Regions from separate parts of the Danio rerio genome. Here region 2 is linked to region 1. Evidence: chromatin contacts called from public Micro-C data. All regions are on one chromosome and are shown on one strand. Each heading gives the region's core, a stretch centred on a gene start, on an enhancer-like site or on the middle of the called end of the contact. The rest is flanking DNA. Distances are from core to core; before and after follow the strand shown. Region 1 holds the start of usp47 (ubiquitin specific peptidase 47). Region 2 overlaps usp47 (ubiquitin specific peptidase 47).

Region 1 (5,217 bases), core at 2,176-4,675:
TCTGCAGTATTGTGCTGATTAGGATGCAGTTCAACAGATGATTCAGAGGAAAAATCGACCTTCTGCCACTTTTCCAAATGATCAACTAGAAGTCAATTTATTATTTGTTGCTCTTATAAGTGGGATCGATGACAAGACTTTTGTCAGGTAGTGTATAGTTTTTATAGTGGGTGTGAGAGAGAGATAACTTGGGCGCACTTACCTTGATATGTTTGAGTAAATAACAAAATAAGCAGCTCAGCTCTCAGAACACAGTAAACATAGTAAGTGTATTTATGCACACACACTATAATTTGCTGTCTTACTCCATATAAAAGTCGGAAACTATTTTGCACAGGCCTATCTAAAGGGTAAATGATGCCAACTGATGATCGACTATAAAAATTAAAAGTTCTACCTCTTCCCAATAGGGAAAACCACCAACAATAAAGATTGCATGATTACATGGTGTCATGGTTAGGCAATCAATCAAAAAATGTCATTATAATGGTAGTCAATGGGGCAAAAACAGCCCCGAACATAACGAAGGTGTAGTACATTTGAACAGTACACAGGGGTTAATTAAAACAACATACAAAAGTCACATGTTTGTTAGTAGAGTGTTTTTACAACTTTGAATGAGACTCGACCAATCAGAATCAAGGACCGGAACTATCCATTCAGTAACATTAAACACTCAGTACTGATGAGATTTTTTTTATTCAGTGTTGTCTTCATTTAATCCAACATGTTTATTGCAGAAAAACTACAATATTCTAGGACATTTTTGGATATTATGAATGAGGTTGATGATGAATAAAAAATATATGACAAAATGGGGTACTGAGTAACGTTGTATAAGTATGCATTCATCAAAAGATAAAATGTAAATAATTTTTATACTTTTAAGTGTAATGGATACCAGTTTGCAAAGTGCTGTGCTGGTAAACCTCACTCCTCTGACCACTAAAGGTGCTTTAGTGATGGACGCAAGAGGCCATGGTCTTTAGCCTCCTTAGTAGAGCAACTGATTCCCTTGCGGAAAGTCACTGGTTAAATCCCAGCTCAGAGTGGGTTGGGTGGTGTTACATTGGTGCCTTGACACGGATGGGAGTGAGGTTGAGGGGGTGAGTGTAAAGGAGGCCAGCTAGTGAAGTGCTGTGCAGGTAAACTTAATTCTCTGACCTCTTCAGGTGCTCTAGCGACAGACGCTGAGGCCATTGTCTTTAGCCTCCTTGTTAGAGCAACCGACTCCTTTGCGAAGAGTTGCCAGTTCCATCCCAACTTGGAGCGGGTTTTGATGGCGTAGGACCGGCGGTGTAACATAAGCTTCTAAATACATAAGACCTGAAGAGTCTCTAACAATAATTAAGAATAAATTACTGTGCTAATGTCTAGGGGGCACTCAAGCGTAAGTCTTTTTTGCACAATACTGTGTATATATAACCTATGACAAAGCACAAAAAATCAAATAATTAATTCAAAGCCTAATCTAAAAGTAGCTAACTGTAGTTTCACAACTATCATGCTAAGTCTCACATTACATCACAATATTATTCAGTTTGTTAACTGTAAGTTTACACTTTCAGCTGTTTTATAATGTCCACAGACAGCGAGTGTTGTCGGAAGTGACACAGATTGAAGTAAAGTCTCGCGAAAGTGCGTGGTGGCCATTTTTCCTCCATTGATTGTTTTTGCTTACAGTCCAGCAAGAAAGAAAGTAACTCAAATTAAACCTGTATATGAGCCATTTAGAAAATAAATGGTTTCTCTGCTCAATAAAAAAATATATTGAAAAAGGCTAGAGAGACTGTTGTATTTCATCTAAAAACCACCTTATGACAGTATGAAAAACAAGCAATAGTAACGTACAAAATCGAAAACAAAGAAGAATCAAAAATGTATTTATGCGACACATTTATTATGAAGAATATAAACATTAAATAGAGAAAAATAGGTGAATTAATGATTTGAATTCGACATTATAACACGAAAAAAAAGTATTTGCAATGTTTGCAATGAATTTATAACGTTTAAAAAAACATCATTTTTTGTATCAAATGTGTCCAAAAAATGTAATCACAACCTTTTAACAACGTGAAACCAACATTTTTACAACGTTTTTGTGTGATGGGATGTCGTAATATCTAAAAAACTAGCTAACTGTAGTTAGCCTACATTAAAAAGTTGTTTACGCTAATTAGTAGCTTACTTGATTTTTGGAATCTGATTAGGATGAGAATTTTTGAAAAATAGTTATATTCTTCATTTCACTTTGAGTGTTGAAAAAAGAAGTGAACACGAAAGCACGCAGCACTCACGAAGGAGGCAAAGTTCACTTATAATGAAGATTTTTTTTCGACAGGCTAAAGTGTGACCTCAGATTAAGTTTAGTGTTTCACAACTATGCTAAGTCTCGCATTACATCACATTATTATTTAGTTTGCTAACTGTTAGTTTACACTTTCAGCTGTTTTATAATGTCCACAGACAGCGAGTGTTGTCGGAAGTGACGCAGATTTATGTGAAGTCTTGCGAAAGTGCGTGGCGGCCATTTTTCCTCCATTGATTGCTGTTTTTGCTTACAGTCCAGCAAGAAAGAAAGTAACTCAAATTAAACTGGATTACGAGCCATTTAGACAATAAATGGTTTCTCTGCTCAATAAAAAAATATATTGAAAAAGGCTAGAGAGACTGCTGTATTTCATCTAAAAACCACCTTATGACAGTACGAAAAACAAGTAATAGTAACGTACAAAATCGAAAACAAAGAAGAATAAAGAATGTATTTATGCGACACATTTATTATGAAGAAAATGAACATTAAATAGAGAAAAAAATAGGTGAATTCATGATTTGAATTCGACATTATAACACAAAAAAAGTATTTGCAATGTTGTGAAGTTCGAATTTATAACGTTTAAAAAAACATAATTTGTTGTATCAAATGTGTCCAAAAAATGTTATCACAACCTTTTAACAACATGAAACCAACATTTTTACAATGTTTTTGTGTGATGGGATGTCGTAATATCTAAAAAACTAGCTAACTGTAGTTAGCCTACATTAAAAAGTTGTTTACGCTAATTAGTAGCTTACTTGATTTTTGGAATCTGATTAGGCTGAGCATTTTTGAAAAATAGTTATATTCTTCATTTCACTTTGAGTGTTGTGAAAGAAGTGAACACAATGAAAGCAAGCAGCACTCACGAAGGAGGCAAAGTTCACTTATAATGAAGACATTTATTCGACAGGCTAAAGTGTGACCTCAGATTAAGTTTAGTGTTTCACAACTATCACGCTAAGTCTCGCATTACATCACAATATTATTCAGTTTGTTAACTGTCAGTTTACACTTTCAGCTGTTTTATAACGTCCACAGACAGCGAATGTTGTCGGAAGTGACGCAGATTGAAGTGAAGTCTCGCGAAAGTGCGTGGCGGCCATTTTTCCTCCATTGATTGCTGTTTTTGCTTACAGTCCAGCAAGAAAGAAAGTAACGCAGATTAAGCTGGATTACGAGCCATTTAGCCTAAAAGTAGTCTCCCCGACATCGACTCGTTTCTCCTAACACGCTCAGAATGCTGTCCCAAAGCCAATCGCAGGGCTCCTGTTGTTGACAGCGGACCGCGGCTGGATGATCAGATGGAAATGGTGCCCAGCGAAGAAAAGCAGCTTGTGCCCAAAGAGGTAAGAGATGATCGACCTCAAATAACACACACTCAAATCACACCATCTCCCTATTAAAAAAATCGCAATGTAAGCTAGAGAATCGCGTTTAAACGCAGCGGAGGAGAGACTGAAAAGTGCGTGTCAGGATTGTGAGTTGAGCGGCTAGCAGAGTGTTAGCTGTAGCTCAGCTAACTATCAGTCAACAAGTCCTTACAACAGATTGAATACGTTCATAACCAATATATACCGGAGATTTATGGAATTAGTAGACCTAATAACATGTTGTCATGTGTGCTGTGATGCTGTTTACTCTCTCCTCAGCCCGCAAAGTGTCCTGCAGGAGTGAGTTTTGGGAGGTGCTAAAGTGTGCGCCATAGTTTATGTTAGCAGCTCAGATTAGACTGCTTGATTTAATCCACATCGCATCATTTACATCACAGACATAATTCAGATTAGACTCGTATGCTTTATTTGAGGAATGATGACCCCTGCTTTGATATTTGAATGATGTCAACATCGGCCGAATGTGTTTTTTGTTACTATTGTTATTATAAATGACCAAAACAAACAAACAAAAAATCTTGTACAGTTTCAGTTTCAATGCACATTCTTTTTTAACGCGGATGTGTTTTAGATCTGACGGGAATAGAGTTTATCTTCCTCATCAACACTTGCATAACAAAATAATATTTTTAGTGACATTTGAACTCTCAATTTTCGAGATGCGTACTCTTTTTGGTCTTTATGCTAATGGTGATTTCATTTTTGAATGCTGTAAAACATGTTATATGTGGTAAAGTGTAAATCAATAAAGCAAGATCTTTTAAAAATTCTTAATGACGGTAACATTTGTATTCATGCAAAAAACAACAACAAAACATTGTAGCAACTGGTTGTTTGATTGGCTGATTTAAAACAACAAATAGGTGTAATGTATATACACACACGCAGTCGTATAGTTGAAGTCAGACTTATTATACAGAGCTAACCCCTTTTAATTTATTTTTCTTTTTTAAACATTTTTCAAATAATGTTTAACAGAGCAAGGAAATTTTCACAGTATGTCTGATAATTTTTTTTCTTCTAGAGAAAGTTTTATTTGTTTTATTTCAGCTAGAATAAAAGCAGTTCAAAATTATTAGCCCCGTTAAGTTATATTTTCTTAATGGTCTACAGAACAAAAGATCATTATACAATAACTTGCCTAATTACCCTAACCTGCCTAGTTAACCTAATTAACTTTGTTAAACCTTTAAATGTCACTTTAAGTTGTATAGAAGTGTCTTGAAAAATATCTAGTCAATTATTATTTACTGTGTTCATGGGAAAGATAAAATAAATCAGTTATTAGAAATGAGTTATTAAACTATTATGTTTAGAAATGTGTTGAAGAAATCTCTCCGTTAAACTGAAATTGGGGGAAAATATAAACGGGGGGCTAATAATTCATTGGGGCTAATAATTCTGACTTCAACTGTATATTCATAATCAAAACAATAATAAGACCATATGTATGCAGACATACATGCTATGACATTTACACAGCTTCATACATGAAGTGCACAA
Region 2 (5,051 bases), core at 402-2,901, 33 kb after region 1:
AAAAAAAAAAAAGGCGAGTAAATAAAAACATGTCTTAAGTCTTGCAAAGTGCAAAGTAACTTTACCACTGCTGCCTTACTACTGTGGTTAACCCTTTTGCTTGTGAGTTTTAAAGATTCTGGAACCAGGAGTCAGTTTTGTTAGGTGAACATTATTTTTGAACGTTCAGCCTTAATGTTTCACCAAATCATCTGGTGAAATTATATTCATATTGCGGCAAAATAAAATATCGCATTATTTATATATATATATATATATATATATATATAAAAGCATCATATTCAATGCATATTTTCAAATATATTAAAATTTTTATTTTAATAGCTTCCGAGAATCCAAAAAGAGCCACTTATTGATAAATAATGTTTTGATAGCTGTTTTAACATGAAGTTACGATTAAATTGCCTAGTTTCAATTATGAAATAGTTTAATAACATGCAGGAAATGTTCATGGGCCAATGACATGGCGCATTGAAATGGTCTTTATTGCTACATTTGTGGAAGATTAACATGATTTATTGTTACAGCATTATGAGGTATTAAAATGCTGTAATTAAAAACATATTTGCTTTTTTATTTATTTTAAAGGGAAATGTCCCCCAGATGTTTTCTTCATGGACAAATGTTTTAATTTTATTTATAATATTGTGTAAAAGAATGAATTTTTTTCAAGTTTCAACCACCTATGAAAAACAACTTAAGTAATCTTTTTTTCTTCAAAGTAAACATCTGCTTAGCAAAAACAGGAGCATGAGATTAGATCGATTTTATATGGTTAGAGATCATGCATCACACCACAGATTTTGTAGTCAATATATAAAATCACCACAGTCCGGGCTGTAAAAAGCAATAAAACATTAAAGGGCAATAAATGGTATTACAAAAACTATTTGTCTTTTTTAAAGTATATATAGGAAGCATTCATATTGTTTTTACAGTAAGCAAGTAAAATAAATACAAAAATAAAGTTACCTTAAAGGGATAGTTCAAAGTTTCTTTCCTCTGTTGAACACTAAAGAAAACAATTTAAAGAAAGGTGAAAACCAGTAAACTGACTTGAGTAGTAGGAAAAACAATAGCTTTGGAAGTCAATAGTTACAGGTTTCCAGCTTTCTTTAAAATGTCTTTTTTGTGTTTAACAGAAGAAAGAATACCTTAAAAGTTTGAAACAAGTAATTGATGACAAATATTTACATTTTTGGGTGAACTATCCCTTTAAGTAAAGCATTTTCTGTGTTTATCCCATCAAAAGAATACAAAGAAATGTTTTGCCTGCTTCGTTCTTAGAATCCTCGGTCAGCGGTAACATGATCAGTTCTTTAGCAGACACTCAGACAGTGTATAAAAAGACCATGGCTCTGCTTTGTAAACAACACCTGTGTTACGATCCCTGGAATAAATGTGCACAAGTCAACAGGGGCACATTGTATAATGGAAGAATCTTCCAAATGGGTTATTTTTTTTAAACACAAATTACTCAAAGTCATTTGTAAGCAATGGGGAGCCCAGCAACTAACAGAAACTAGCTGGAACTCTCCGCTTTAAACTTACAAAGAAAGGTGAGGAAAAAAGTGTAACGATTTGGGGAAAGCTGCGACAGAGAAACAGAGCGAGAGGATCCGCCTCCTTTCATTTTATAGCCTTTTTTTCCCCAGCTCAATCAATAAGTAACTAGAGAAAGCAAAGCAAAAAAGATAAAACAATATTGACCCTATTGACTCTAGACCTGGGTGTACATAAGACGCATGTAACAACTTGCAATTAATCAACACTACTACTTTCAGAGTCAACAATATGCCTTTGACTGCATAATGCAACCCTAAAAACCTAAACCATAACTTCAATTTTCTAAGCCAGACAACACAGGCTCATTGGAAATAAATGCTTCAGCCTATATTTTTGTAATAACATACATTTAACTGCAGATTCTAGGTAAAAAAAATAAGGTTACGGGGCAGTACGACGCCAGCTACTTTAGTTCCTTTTCACTATAATGATATTTACGGAGGCATATTTCTTTCTTTGTAGCTGCATGTCACCCTGTGTCGCTAGTGGGAGTTCCCACCATAAAGGCCCGTTCACGCCGGGACGCTTATTGCTAACATTTTCCGTCAATGTTTAGCACCTCGTGACTAAACAAAGGGCGGCAATGTGATCCTGCAAACCAACGCGCAAAATGCCAAGCAAAAAAGCGTCATTTTTGAAGAAACGCCTCATGCTTGTTTTTTTTTTTTGTTTTTTTGATGCACCACATCAAAACCTTCTCCACCAATCAGATTGCCACTTTTGTTTAAGTGCACGGAGCTGTTGAAGTTACAGTAAACAGCACTTGGAGGCGCTCAAGCGCAAAACTTTTAATGCGAACGCACATTGAAGAAGATGCCCAGAGGCGACATGAACGTGGAGCTGCTTATTGCACTGGTGAACAAAAATCATTTCTTCGCTGGAGCTGCTACTTGAACCATCCATGATTGTTCGAATTGCCAGTAACTTCAACAACAAGCGTGTCAACTTTCTGTCTTCTTCTTCTGTGTTACAAGCGGGTGTCAGAAGCTTAAAGTTGTTTAGCGCTATCTAACGTCAAGGAGTGATTTTGCGTTTTCTTCTGCTCGACGCCAGTTAAAATTGCTTTGGTTTGAATGCGGAAAAATGTCTCAAAATCCTGACGATACACACAAATGAAAAACCTTTTGATGTGTATGAGCCTTAAGCCTGATTTATACTTCTGCGTCAAGTGACCTGCGTAACCCACGGCGCATGCAACGCGCGTGGCTGTGCATTTATACTTCTGCGCGCTGTCTCTGTTGGTCTGCATTAACACTTCCGAAACGCTAGTTGGCAGTGACGTGTAAATGTTCCTCTGTGTCGAGTTTCTTCGCTGCTTTTTTGCTTTTCCTGAACACTTCCGGGATGTACAAGTGGCTCAAACTCACTCATTTTGAGGCAGCAACCGGCGGACGTGCAACAACTTTAACTATGAGGTAAACACAAAACAAAACTTTCCATCCGGAGCTCCTTCACGGGACTCCACACTTCTAAACAATCGCTACATTGGGTTCGCTCTCGGTCCCACCCCGACTCGTCAGCGCTACCAAGCCGACCAATCACAGAGCTTGCGCTACGCGTTGTTGCGACGTGTAGTTACATTTTTTTGAGAGGTGCACGTCAGCGACGGCCACGGCGAAGGGCTATGCGTCAGCGCTGTAGCATACGCCGGTGTTTGACACAGAAGTATAAATCAGCCTTTAAGGTTGCTTAGGTAATGTTCATCATGATTCACTGGGAATGAATGAGTTTATGTGCCAATGAAGTTGTCAAAAGTATAAAGTTCAGTACCAATCGGTACTTGTGTTGTCACGATACTGGAATTCGATATATTAATCGGTACTGCAGTTTTAAAAAAGTCCATTTCACAGTGGTGAGTTCGGGGATGACTTTCACGGTCACATGAACACAATGGCAAATCAGCACTGTTCAAAAATGTGCTCAACAGTGCTCAAATGCTAGCAGGAAATGGATTTTTAAAATTTCAGCACCAAATAGTTTCAAATTCCAGTATCGTGACAACACTAATCGATACAGAATTCAAAAAATGTTCATGCTGATCTGTGTAGATCAGGGGTGCCCAAGCTCGGTCCTGGAGGGCCGGTGTTTCGCATATTTTAATTCCAACCCCCATTAAACACACCTGTACCAGCTAATCAAGCTTTTTCTAGTTATACTAGAAACGTCATGGGCCAACACTGGCGACATGGTCAGAGTATTTAAGACCCCTTTACACTAATACATTTTAGTTTTAAAATGATGTTTTAGAATGAAAATGATCCACGTCCACACTGGCATTTCACCTAGCGCAGTGGTTCTCAAACTGTGGTACGTGTACCACTATTGGTACGGAGGCTTCCTTCTGGTGGTACGCGGAGGAATGAAATATGTCATGTACATGCTACATATATTTCAAAATTTATCAAAAATTGGGTATATTATATCCCATAGATCACATAGCCTATATTTCTGAGGTAATCTGCCATGTTTTTTTTAACTGTGCAGAGTTGTAGCTGCTTTACTAGGCCTACTACGCTACTGTATTTCAATACTGCTCATTTTGGTGGTACTTGGAGAGACAATTTTTTTCTGAGGTGGTACTTGATGAAAAAAGTTTGAGAACCACTGACCTAGCGTTTCTGAACAGCTCTCCGTCCACACTACACCACTGAAAACACACCTGAACCAGCTAATCAGGTTTTTTCTAGTTATACTAGAAACCTCTAGGGAGGTGTGTTGAAGGAAGTTAGAGCTCTTTTTTTTTGTATCACAACATGATTTTATATTCTGTAGCTGATTGTGATAACATTTCCTCATGTTCAAAATTAACTTTATAGCTTTTTTTTTTAAATCTGTTGTACCAAACCTGTATCAAACCGTGACCCCATTAGGCATGTACTGAACCATGACGTCTGTGTACCATTATACCCCTAGTTTACAGGCAGGAAGTGAAGAATGTATACTGACATCATGCATATTTGTTACAAATCTTTGTATGTTTGTGCAGGATGCAAGACTCAATTACTGACCACTCGTTTCAGTCAGAATCTCTTCTGTGGATAGACAATAAGGGCCTACTCACACTATGCCATCCGTACCATGCCCAGGCCCGTTTCTCGGATCGTTTGAGAAGTGTGAGTGTGCTGAATCAGGCTCAAGCACGGTTCACTTGGCCGGCCCTGGCCCGGTTGGAAGAGGTGTGCCTGAGTCCGGTTTACTTAGGCTTTGGCGCGGTACGCTTGTGTGTGAGTGCAAAACGGGCCAAAGTCCGAAACTGAAAGCGAGACGTGACTTTTAAGGGACTGTTTCATATGGATTTATTAATAATTCTTACTGTTCAGTGAACGCAAACTGCCGTAGCTTATTAAAGACGCAAACCCCTCACTGCACGACAGCTGCGCGCCTTCAGCAGACCTCCTCATTCCTGCAGCACGAGAGCTTTATGATTGTTTATGAGCGCCAAAAGTGGCGGATCTGTTCGGCAAAATATCTGACTGCGTTTCCCC

What was found. Hi-C and Micro-C count contacts between places; a contact is called where the count stands out from the background.
Region 2: a contact with region 1 is called in a Micro-C map of caudal fin, with 2.0 times the contacts expected there. The contact joins the enhancer-like site here to the promoter of usp47 in region 1. A contact is called at or near these places in 4 of 18 Hi-C or Micro-C datasets (caudal fin, embryo and hematopoietic stem cells).

Annotation. Positions count from the first base shown.
Region 1 is chr7:70,814,460-70,819,676 of GRCz12tu, forward strand. It overlaps usp47 (ubiquitin specific peptidase 47), which reads left to right and starts at 3,426. Exons shown (of 28, transcript NM_001331129.1): 1 at 3,426-3,669. The coding sequence starts at 3,625. clec3a (C-type lectin domain family 3, member A) reads left to right here. Exons shown (of 3, transcript XM_005170772.6): 3 at 1-819. It overlaps LOC141375184 (a long non-coding RNA gene), which reads right to left and starts at 1,597. Exons shown (of 3, transcript XR_012382802.1): 1 at 1,165-1,597.
Region 2 is chr7:70,849,375-70,854,425 of GRCz12tu, forward strand. All of the region lies in intron 1 of usp47 (ubiquitin specific peptidase 47), which reads left to right. Among named protein-coding and RNA genes, the nearest start is that of usp47, 34 kb to the left of the region's middle. Within about 2 kb of position 1,652, at least 7 of the 62 cell types and tissues checked have an H3K27ac peak or open chromatin away from gene starts, as enhancers often do.